Linked DNA regions of Mus musculus: regions 2 and 3 are each linked to region 1. The links are chromatin contacts, called in public Hi-C and HiChIP or PLAC-seq maps. All regions are on one chromosome and are shown on one strand. Each heading gives the region's core, a stretch centred on a gene start, on an enhancer-like site or on the middle of the called end of the contact. The rest is flanking DNA. Distances are from core to core; before and after follow the strand shown.

The links. A called contact is a pair of places that touch in the nucleus more often than the background predicts. HiChIP or PLAC-seq counts read pairs in DNA pulled down with a chosen protein or histone mark.
Region 2: a contact with region 1 is called in a Hi-C map of pro-B cells, with 2.3 times the contacts expected there. The contact joins the enhancer-like site here to the promoter of Atp1b1 in region 1. A contact is called at or near these places in 5 of 39 promoter capture datasets (the C10 cell line, cancer-associated fibroblasts, cranial neural crest and 2 more), 1 of 15 datasets of contacts at CTCF or cohesin (large pre-B cells), 3 of 484 Hi-C or Micro-C datasets (cerebellar granule neurons, muscle stem cells and pro-B cells), 11 of 115 datasets of contacts at active chromatin or transcription factors (the 230-238 cell line, embryonic basal ganglia, embryonic forebrain and 7 more) and 2 of 9 other capture datasets (adipose tissue and liver).
Region 3: a contact with region 1 is called in a FOXA1 HiChIP or PLAC-seq map of pancreatic cancer cells. The contact joins the promoter of Dpt here to the promoter of Atp1b1 in region 1. A contact is called at or near these places in 18 of 39 promoter capture datasets (the 3T3-L1 cell line, 3T3-L1-derived adipocytes, the C10 cell line and 13 more), 6 of 484 Hi-C or Micro-C datasets (Sertoli cells, brain, cerebral cortex and 2 more), 12 of 115 datasets of contacts at active chromatin or transcription factors (SST interneurons, cardiomyocytes, craniofacial prominence and 9 more) and 2 of 9 other capture datasets (liver and macrophages).

Annotation. Positions count from the first base shown.
Region 1 is chr1:164,456,917-164,460,071 of GRCm38.p6, reverse strand. It overlaps Atp1b1 (ATPase, Na+/K+ transporting, beta 1 polypeptide), which reads left to right and starts at 1,717. Exons shown (of 6, transcript NM_009721.6): 1 at 1,717-2,311. The coding sequence starts at 2,215. It overlaps Gm32391 (predicted gene, 32391), which reads right to left and starts at 1,549. Exons shown (of 4, transcript NR_168343.1): 1 at 332-1,549.
Region 2 is chr1:164,869,401-164,872,555 of GRCm38.p6, reverse strand. It overlaps Gm32652 (a long non-coding RNA gene), which reads left to right. Exons shown (of 5, transcript XR_865700.2): 3 at 405-521. It overlaps Gm20743 (predicted gene, 20743), which reads right to left. Exons shown (of 5, transcript NR_040303.1): 4 at 2,290-2,418; 5 at 1,118-2,002. Among named protein-coding and RNA genes, the nearest start is that of Gm20743, 7.9 kb to the right of the region's middle. Within about 2 kb of position 1,620, at least 33 of the 459 cell types and tissues checked have an H3K27ac peak or open chromatin away from gene starts, as enhancers often do. A contact at or near this core is called in the 230-238 cell line and pro-B cells, where this site is marked.
Region 3 is chr1:164,795,159-164,798,313 of GRCm38.p6, reverse strand. It overlaps Dpt (dermatopontin), which reads right to left and starts at 1,651. Exons shown (of 4, transcript NM_019759.3): 1 at 1,278-1,651. The coding sequence starts at 1,582. Gm32569 (a long non-coding RNA gene) reads left to right here. Exons shown (of 4, transcript XR_373663.3): 4 at 839-2,788.

The DNA of each region.
Region 1 (3,155 bases), core at 468-2,967:
CTCACTTTTCTTTCTTCCTCAGATGTGTAATCCTCCTGCCTATCTCCAGTCTGGGATTATAGGCAGAAACCATCAAACTCCAGCCAAGTCTCATCCCTTTTGAAGCTACTTACACCCTACTTATTCCTTATGGTTTTTTTTTTCCTGATTCTGCCCACGGGGTTTCCTCCCTCATATATATATGAGGTACACACACACACACACACACACACACACACACACACACACACACCTCCCAGTGGTCTGGTCTGCGGAATCCCCTCCACAATGTAAGTTCTGCCTAGAGACAGTGGCATCAAATCTACAGGTACAGTCTCTTCTAATAGCTTACCAACCACAAACTTGGGTTTTTTCCAAAATAAACGCTGCAGGGGCAAAGCAGAGTGACTTCTTTCTCAACAAGCTGCTCTCACAGTTGTCCTTGACACAGTGGGTCGGCAGCCCCTGTGGACTCCATGAGACTCAGTTGCTATGTCTCCCCTGAATTTTGGGTATTTTAAGGTTTTCTTCAGTCTTGCAAGTGGGATTAATGAGAAAAAGCTCATTTTTGCATCCCTTCGGTTTTGTCCTTGGGCCTGCAAGATTGACCTTGAAAATGGCAGGGTGTCTTGGGAACCCATCTCTGTGTTGGGAAGGTCTTTGATAAGAAGCTAGCTCTTTGCGCGACCGGCCAGGTCGCTCCAGGGACAGGCTTTTCTGCAGCCACTGCAGAAGCCTCGCCATGTTTTCTGCTGTGTCATCACCATAAGAGCTGTGTGGAAAGCTGTTCAGGGGCTCGGTGGATGAAAATAAGGGCGGATTTTCAGCCAACAAGGATGGAAAGAATGGTCATGTCCAACACAGTGCTCTGCGACATCTTGACATGTGAGCTGGGTCTTCCCAAGTGCTCTGTCATTCCAAGAATTCTACAGTATAGGGTAGGGGTGCCCCCAGTGAGACAGAACAGTAAGCCAATGGGAATACCAGCCACAGACCTGGGCCAGGAGAGTCTTAGGTGGCTGGGTCACGTGCATAAATTGTTCCCCGGGGTCTAGACTGGCAGGAGCCACAACCGGTTCCCAGCTACAGCCCAGGGTGGGTTTGGCAATTGTCCGGATTGAGGTGGTTCAGGCCGCCCACAAGCACAGACCAGGAGTCAGGAACCGAGGCTGCCCGCTGGGCTGGCCTGCAGAAGAGGGACGGGCCGGAACTGCAACCGCAGTGGCAGAGAGTGCGAGGGGGCGGCAGGTGCATAAGCAGAGAGGCGGAGCAGAGCTGGGCAGAGTCACTAGCGTCCTGGAGTGACCTTCCCCCACCTGGCCATGGCCTAGGGGAGGTGGACCTGCAGTAAACCCCGACCAGTACGAAGGGGTAAGACCAGTACGAAGGAGTTGAGGTCTCCGAGGTTCCCAGAGAGCGATGCAGGTGCAGGCCACAGCATTGGCGAGCGGGGGCCGGGAGGACGAGGAGGATTGTCCAGGCACAGCTCGGGGCAGAGAGAGGGCCAGCAGAGCTGCGGGAGCAGTACTCACCCGCCCCCAGTCCCTCTCCGCACCCCTGCTGCGGTGCCAGCCCCTTTAGCTTTGCCGGCTCCTTTGTGCGGGGCCCCGCGCCCGCCCCTTCGGGGGCTCAGGCCCCGCCTTCTCGGCGCTGGCGATTGGCTTGCCGTGCCGCCGGTAGGCGGAGCTACGGATGGTGGAGGCGCGGTATATAGTAAAGGTAGGGCGTGCGCCCTCAGCCAATTTCTCGGCTCCTGGCCTGCGCGCCCGTGTGCCGAGCCCGCGCTCCACTCCGCTCGCCCTTCCCGGTGACTTTCCCTCCTTGTCCCTGGTCCATCTCGCCAGAGGTCACAGCAAGCAGAGTGGTGCAGCTACAGCTTGAAGCAGCAGCTGCGGGGTTCGCTGAGCCCCCCGGAAGGCGATCGGAGTGCGGGGAAAGCCCGAGAGCGGCCGCGCGCCCACCTCTAGGTGCGGGGCTCGGAGCCGCCCAGCCCGCGCGCGCCCTCCTCCCTCGTCCCTCCTCCCTCCGCCCCCGCCGCACCTCCCCCTCCTCCCGCTCTGCCTAGGCTGCTCCGCGGCGCGCCTCGCACTCGGAGAGCCGCAGCGGCAGCGGCGCGTCTCGCTTTCGGAGACAGAGCCGGGCCGCGGGGACACCGAGCAGCCGCCGCGAGGACGCCCAGGGCGCGCGCCGCACTCGCCCTCCCTCGGCCTCGGCCGCCACTGCTGAGCAGACACCATGGCCCGCGGAAAAGCCAAGGAGGAAGGCAGCTGGAAGAAATTCATCTGGAACTCGGAGAAGAAGGAGTTTTTGGGCAGGACCGGTGGTAGTTGGTGTAAGTACGCGCTCCGCGGCTCTGCCGTCGGCGCCTTGGCTTTTCTTAGGAGGCGCGTCTGTACGCGAGCACTGCGGACAGTTCGGCGCCCGCGGGGCTGACCAGGGTGTTAGGGAGTGGGTGGTAGGAGCTGCTAGGAGCGTGCGGCCCTGGGCTTGGCATCCAGTGACAAATGTGGGGGGTCCCCAGGATGCGCCTCGGGTGGGGAGCTGGAGCTAGGGTTTTGGGTATGGTAGGGATCTTCGTTTCCTAAGCCTTTCCTCCTGGGAAATTCGGTCAGGTTCCAGGAGCCTATGTATGTACCCTCCCTTTCCATCTCCCAAGACCTTAGAAAAACGAGATTTGGGGCCGTGAGCAGAACTCACGAGCGTACCTGTTCTAATGCAGACGATGCTGCGATAGATAGCATCATTCTTCCAGTCTAGAAATGTATCTAGAATGGATAGGAACGGGGAGAAGAAATGCATCCACACTGCAGTCCTCACACATTGCAGTCATCACAGCCCAGAAATGGCCCAGTGAGCTCCATTCATGGCTCGTTTTTTAAGCCTTGGCTAGACATGGTGTTTTTAAGCTCTTCATGATACAAACGAAGAAACAGGTTATATTAGAGCATTTCATGCAGCCTGTTGCTTCCTTGGCTGGACTCCCCCTCATACCCCATTGAAAATTACATACCGTGTTTGTTTTTTACCTCCTTACACTGGAAAGGTACTAGGTTTTTTTTTTTAAGGTCATTTTGAAGGGCATAGTTGTAGACAAATCCATGAGTCGTGACTGCGGAAGGGAGGGAGGGAACTCCCCTCTGCTGCATCACTGCCCCCCTCCTTCTCCAGTATCACCA
Region 2 (3,155 bases), core at 371-2,870, 410 kb before region 1:
CTAGAGATTAATGATTGCTGTTATAAAATGTGATAATTATTAATAAGGGTGAGCATCAAGATAAGCTACTCATTTATCCATTTAGAACAGGTGGTAGTCAACAAGTGGTTGATAACATGTTTCCTTCACTCTACTTTCAAATAGATATCTGACTTTTAAATGAAACTATACTCTGTTTCTGAATTTGTGATAACAAATTAGTATAAGATGTTAATATAAGCTTGGTACATGGGAAGGAGAAAAATATTAGAAATGCATACAGAGAAGTCATGTGAACATAGGAAAAATGCCAGACAAAGGGAAGAAATAATGGATTGTTTTGTAGCCTTTTGTGAATGAATTTGTAAAGGAATCTTTGAAGAATCTAGAGATACTTCACACTTTGTTTCCTCTCTTGGTTATAGATGCTGCTATAATGTCCTGGCTGCTCTATTTTGAAAATATCTTCTTCTATGCCTGGAGCCGTTTCCAGCACAGTGTGACTCGGTGAACACTGGAGTACCTCTGACTTGATGGTACCTGTGAGTCACTCATCTAAACTCGACAATCTTTAATGATTAGATTTTAGAGATCATAGACGGTGAGAAAATAGTCTAAGTTAGATGATAGACACTTAATACTTGATCAGTGTTTAGTCATCACCAGCAACTGGACTCTGGAACAATCCTCTTTATTAGTTGTTGTTTCTTTATTTTAAGAGACAGTTTGCTCTTATGAATGAGGGGGAGTTAGTTTCTGACACTGAGGTCCTCTAGAGTTACTGTGTATGCTGTTCACCATTACCTTTACTACTGTTTTCATTTGGTTGTGTACATGTAGAATTAAGGTATTATTGTCACACTGTAGGCCCTCAACACCTTATGCTAACAGTATTTCCTCCTCCTCGTCCTCCTCCTCCTCCTCCTCCTTCTTCTCCTTTTTCTCCTCCTCCTCCTCCTTTTTATTTTTTATTTTTTGGTTTTTCAAGACAGGGTTTCTCTGTATAGCTATGGCTGCCCTGGAACTCACTCTGTAGACCAGGCTGGCCTCAAACTCAGAAATCTGCCTGCCTCTGCCTCCCAAGTGTTATGTGGGATTAAAGGCACACGCCACCACTACCTGGCTCAGTATTTTTTATGCATTAGGTTTTATTTTCATATTCTTTCATTGGTTCCTTTAAAATTGGTAACTTGTGACCATCTTAAAAATGAAGAAAATGAAATAAATCTCAGCTCTATGAAGAAACTCCCACAGTTTTACATCTCTGAAATTTGACAGCAAAGATGTAAAAGAGATTGATGCAGCCTGGGATCAAGGAATGGCAGCTTGTTGACGGTCTGGATGTTCCTGTGCTTTCCTGTTGTCAACTAACACAACATATAGGCCTCTGACAGAGAGACAGAGCTTGGCTAATTTCCTGTAATTGACAGCAATGTAGCCATACCTAGATACGTTAGTGTTCGATGACCACCATGCCGGACAGAAACAGTCCACAGTATTAAAGATGTGTATCAGTTTGTACTTTTAGAGTTCACTCCAACCTGAAGAATTCATGACTACCCAGTTCAGGGCAGCTGGAGTGTGTGGTGGAGGCTGTTTACATCTTGGCTGACCAAGAAGCCAGGTGTGAAAGAGGAAGTAGGTCTAGGAACAACCCTTTCCAAGTCCCAGTTCTGCTTTCCTACTTCCGCCAGCCTGGACCCCCACCTGCTAAAGCGACACAGCGTCTCAGAACAGCGCCACCTGCTGGGAAACATGATCTGATAGTCCAACGGTCCTCCAAGAATTTTCTTAATTTAACTGGAGCCTGCTGCTCAGTGGTACAATTAACTTCCAAACGTGAACCTATGAGGATATCTTTGGATTTGAACACAGACGTAGAAAAGCTAAAGTGCAACTGCTTTTCGTTTGTAAGATGCCTCCAATGTGGCATCTCTGGCAATGAATCCGTCATCTAGGACTCTTGGTGTCCACGGTGAGGGAGAGATGAAGATACTTTTGTAAGAAACAGCCTGAGTAGTTCCTGTGGGAGAGAATATGGAAGGTAAAGATGCTGAAGTGCTTCATCCCAGTGAGCACACATTCCCCCTTTCTTTCCTCACTAGCATCTAGAGATGCATAGAATCCACCTTTCTCAGCGGAGTCTGCCTCTAGGATTTGTCTTCTACCTTGCCCATTGACTAATTGTTTTCAGGTAGTGGCCAGTACATGCGGGAGAAGAAAGGTTTCCATCCAGCCCCACACTGGAACAACTCTGAAGGACTATGTAGCTTTAGAGCTCCTCTAGGTAAAACTAAGTAAATATTCTACCTGGATTCAGGACACTAGCCATCAGTAGTGGCAATGTTCTACGCATGGCCTTTGAGGACAGTTCCGTGTTTGTTCACTTCTTCCTTCCTATTTTGCACTCAGATAAGGTTGGTTTAGGTAGACCAAATCCTGTCTTAGAAAAAGAATGTTATTTTAATAGCTCATCTGATGTCTCCTTATATGGCGACCTGCTGGTTTTCAATTCTATTAAGTATATATACAGTGAGAAATTCATCAGGAGAAGCAATTGAGTTGCTTTTGGAAGAATGAACACAGGAGATCAAAGAAAAAGAGCTCTGTCAACGAGAAGCTAATTGTATTACTCGGCGGCAGCCTCCAGTTGAATTAAAAGAATCCTCGGAGAACATTGGGGACATCAGATCTGGTTCCAAAAAAAGTGTTAACTTTCCAAGTAATGTGAATGCTTGGGTGAGCCTTTTCCTGCTTCTCAAATTTAGGCAGAGTTTGTGCTTGAATAGGGTCTGGGTTTGAAAGTATATCTCTGGTGTATTTCCATAGGTACCTAAGTATAAGTCTGTAAATGTTAAATTTAAAGGTTAGAAGTCAGATCGTCCTGGGTAAAGTGGGAAAAAAATCACTTGCAAAATCTATATCTTTAGAGATGAATCTTTTGCACATAGAAAACTATTAATTTTTTATTCAAACTGTACAGTCATGTTCTCTTTACCAGAGTCTATGAATGATAAACTGCAGTCTAAGAGAGCTTCAGTGTTTTGTCCAAGGTCACTATATATAGGAAGTAACCAGTCAGGGCTTAAAGCTACTCTAACTCTAGGTCCCTCTGACCTGGTTGTACTTTTGACTCTGAGCAATCCTCATGATCAGGAAAAAAAGCCCAGCCTTTC
Region 3 (3,155 bases), core at 402-2,901, 340 kb before region 1:
TCAGCTTGAGTGTGGTTCTGGGGCCCTGGCTCTGTCAACAGGAGTCCACTTAGGGTGGAGGCAGCAGGCTCTTGGAAGCCCACCGCTGTAGCTCAGACTTTCTGGATCCAAATCTTGTCTTTCTAGCTAAGGAAACCCACCTATCTCCAGACCACAGTTTGCCAACCTACAGCATGATTTATAGGCTTGCTTAAAGCATTAGATCAGATCAGATAATGTAGTGTGTGGTGTGATGTATGCTCAGGGCATTTCTCCTGGATGGCTGAAAGTATCACCACTAATGTTTTATGTTGATCCATCCCAGATGCTCACTCTGCCAGTGCCCTGCAGGAGCCCCTCATGCAGTTGTCTTGTTCAGCAGAGGGCACACCTGGCAGCCTTCCAGCTGGGCTACCTCCTCCCTCAGTCTGCCTCTCCTAGGGTCAGCCTCCACCATCTCCCTAAGCCCTGAAATTTGGGCTCCATTTGGACAGCTATGAATGACCAGTATAGCCACCCCTGTCTCTTAAGATGGGCTTCTGAGCAAATGCCAGGGCTGGGATAGTCAAACACCACAGAGAAGCACAAACTGGGACCAATGCAGTTCCAATGATTAGGCAAAAGGCAGAAGTCAGGACAGTACCTCTAAAAACCTTTGGTAAACTATATCCTAGCAACAGAGGCTATTTAAATTCAAGAGAAAGGGAGAGAGAGGGAGACAGAGAAATCTCAGTAGTAAAACTCGCCAGAACATATTTCATCAGAACAGCAGAGCACTACTTAACTTCAGGACCCTTTGTTTCTAGTTCTCAGTCTTGTTTACCCAATCACTTACTTTGAATCAATATTTTTTTTTCAGGATATGGATACTGAGGACCCAATTGTTTATTTTGTCCCAACCACCCTGGAGCAGTATTTTTGGAAAACGGTAAATCATCCCAAAATGGAAGTGTTATTCCCATGTCACAGGGATGCCCACTTTCTATAAATTCCTTAAGACATCTCTATTTTGGAAGTCTGGTAAGCATTCTGCGTACACACACCCAGCTTGCGGGACACACTGAGCCTAGGGATGGCCTTTGAAGGAGTAGAACCAGATCCATCCTTCATGGGACATACCCCATCCTGGTTTTTCACCTTACAATGTTATCTACATTGTACACACCTGCCCGCCAGAGCATGCAATAGCAAGTTTAGGATGTGCCCAGGTTATGAGCCCTGCTATTTTAAGGACCAAACTTCTCCCATGCAGTACATACACAGATGTTCCCATCTCTAGAGCACTCTCTGCTTCTTACCATTCCATGCCGGCCCTGTTGATCTCCTCCCACCAGCACTCAGTGGGCTCCCCCAGGCTTTGGGGTGTAGGCATGCAGGCATAGTTCCATTGTCTGTCAGAGCCTTCCTTCTTGCTAAAGATGCTCCTCACAGCTACCACCACTTGCCCGTGGGGACACTGGTAGCTGAAGCCTTGGCGGTTAAGATTCACCCATCCATCATCACCGTAGTCCTGGTACTGCTGGTATGGGTACCCGTAGCCACCATACTGGCCCCAGGCTGTGGTCACCAGTGGCAGAAGAACCCACAGAAGAGTGAGGTCCATACTGCCCGGCTTCTGGCAAAAAAAATGTCACCCTCAGTTTGCTGGGCTGACTTTATACAGCTGCCGCTGACATGTGGTTCCCAGATGTGGGTGAACTGGATCCAACTGCAGTGTGTCATTGCTCAAGCAAAAGCTTTTCCACGCTGAGAAACTGGCCTTGCTTGCGTCCAGCTTGTTTTAAGGTGGAATTCTATGAACATGCAAGGAACATGTAAATCAAGGAAATCTCCCCAGAGAATCACTTCACGGAGAGGGACCAGAGGCAGCTGCTCCACTCTGCTCAGAAACACCTGAGAAAGACCCCCTCAATTGCCTACCTATCCTTCCCTCATCTCTCGGCATGCTGCCCCTCTGCCACGCCCCTTCTTACTAGCAAACCAGGTATCTGGTAGCTGTTCTCCTGCTTAGCTCTCTAGAATTATACGGAAATCCAGGCGGAGATTTCAAAACACAAACGTTGATAAGTTAAAGGAACTCAACCTTTAGATTTCTGCAAACCTAGGTGCCTGGATTCTTTTTATGTTCTTAGTCCGTCTTTTAATTGGGGGTAGAAGCAGATGATCTGTCTTCAGGTCTACTGTTAAAATGTCTAACGTTCAGGTAGAAGTGCTATTGGTCCATGGAGAGAGCAGCGGGGCGTTATCTCTGCTTCAGCATCTGCCTGAGCTGCTGAAAGTGGTCCCTTCAGCTCTGGCTTAAGTATGGAACTGGTTAAGCTCAAATGAATGGTAAGTTTTTTCAGCTGGCACTTTCAAACTTTACATTGACTTTTCTGTTTGTTGAGGTGAAGTGTATAAAATAAAGGCCAGCTTTTCAACTGTGTAGCATACAGTCCTGCAGGCAGCTCTGAAATCATGCTATAGAGTAGACTGGATAGTCCAGAGCACCTCCTCATAGCCCTCTGCATCCTCTTTGTTCCCGATACCTAGTTCTGCTACCCAACAATCGGATGTTCGTCTCTACAGTTTTGCCTGTTCCAGATTGTTAATAACTGGGGTCACACCACACGGGTCAGTCTCTGTTACCCCTGCTTTTGAGACTCGACTGTGCTGCCAGTCACTGACCTCTTGTAATTGCTGAGAAGGGTTCCACAGTATGGGTGTCCTGTTCAATGGTATCATCTGAAGCACGTGTGGAATATCTCATTTGTAAAAATTTATATATAACTATGCATAAGTGCTTACGAATAAAATTTCTATAAGTGCACAGAGGTTTTCGTATAAAGCTTCTTCTTCATTTTGCTTCAGTAAATACTCATGACTGATTTCCAGGTTGCTATGTAAGAGTCTGTCAAACTTTAAAAGAAGCTGTCTGTGCTATGGCACCAGAAAATTATCCTTTCTTTTACATTTTGGTCATTTTAATAGGTGTATAGCGGCAGTTTGGCATGAATATTTTTGTCTCCTGGCTAATGATTTTGAGAAATTTTTTCATTAGAGTTTTGGTATGGAACACATTTTTAAAAATGTCTTACCTATTCTAGCATTTTGAATCACTTGGAGTATCTCTTTTTAATTTGCATTTATCTTATATTTATAGTAGATTTTTAAAATATAACATAGTATGATTATGA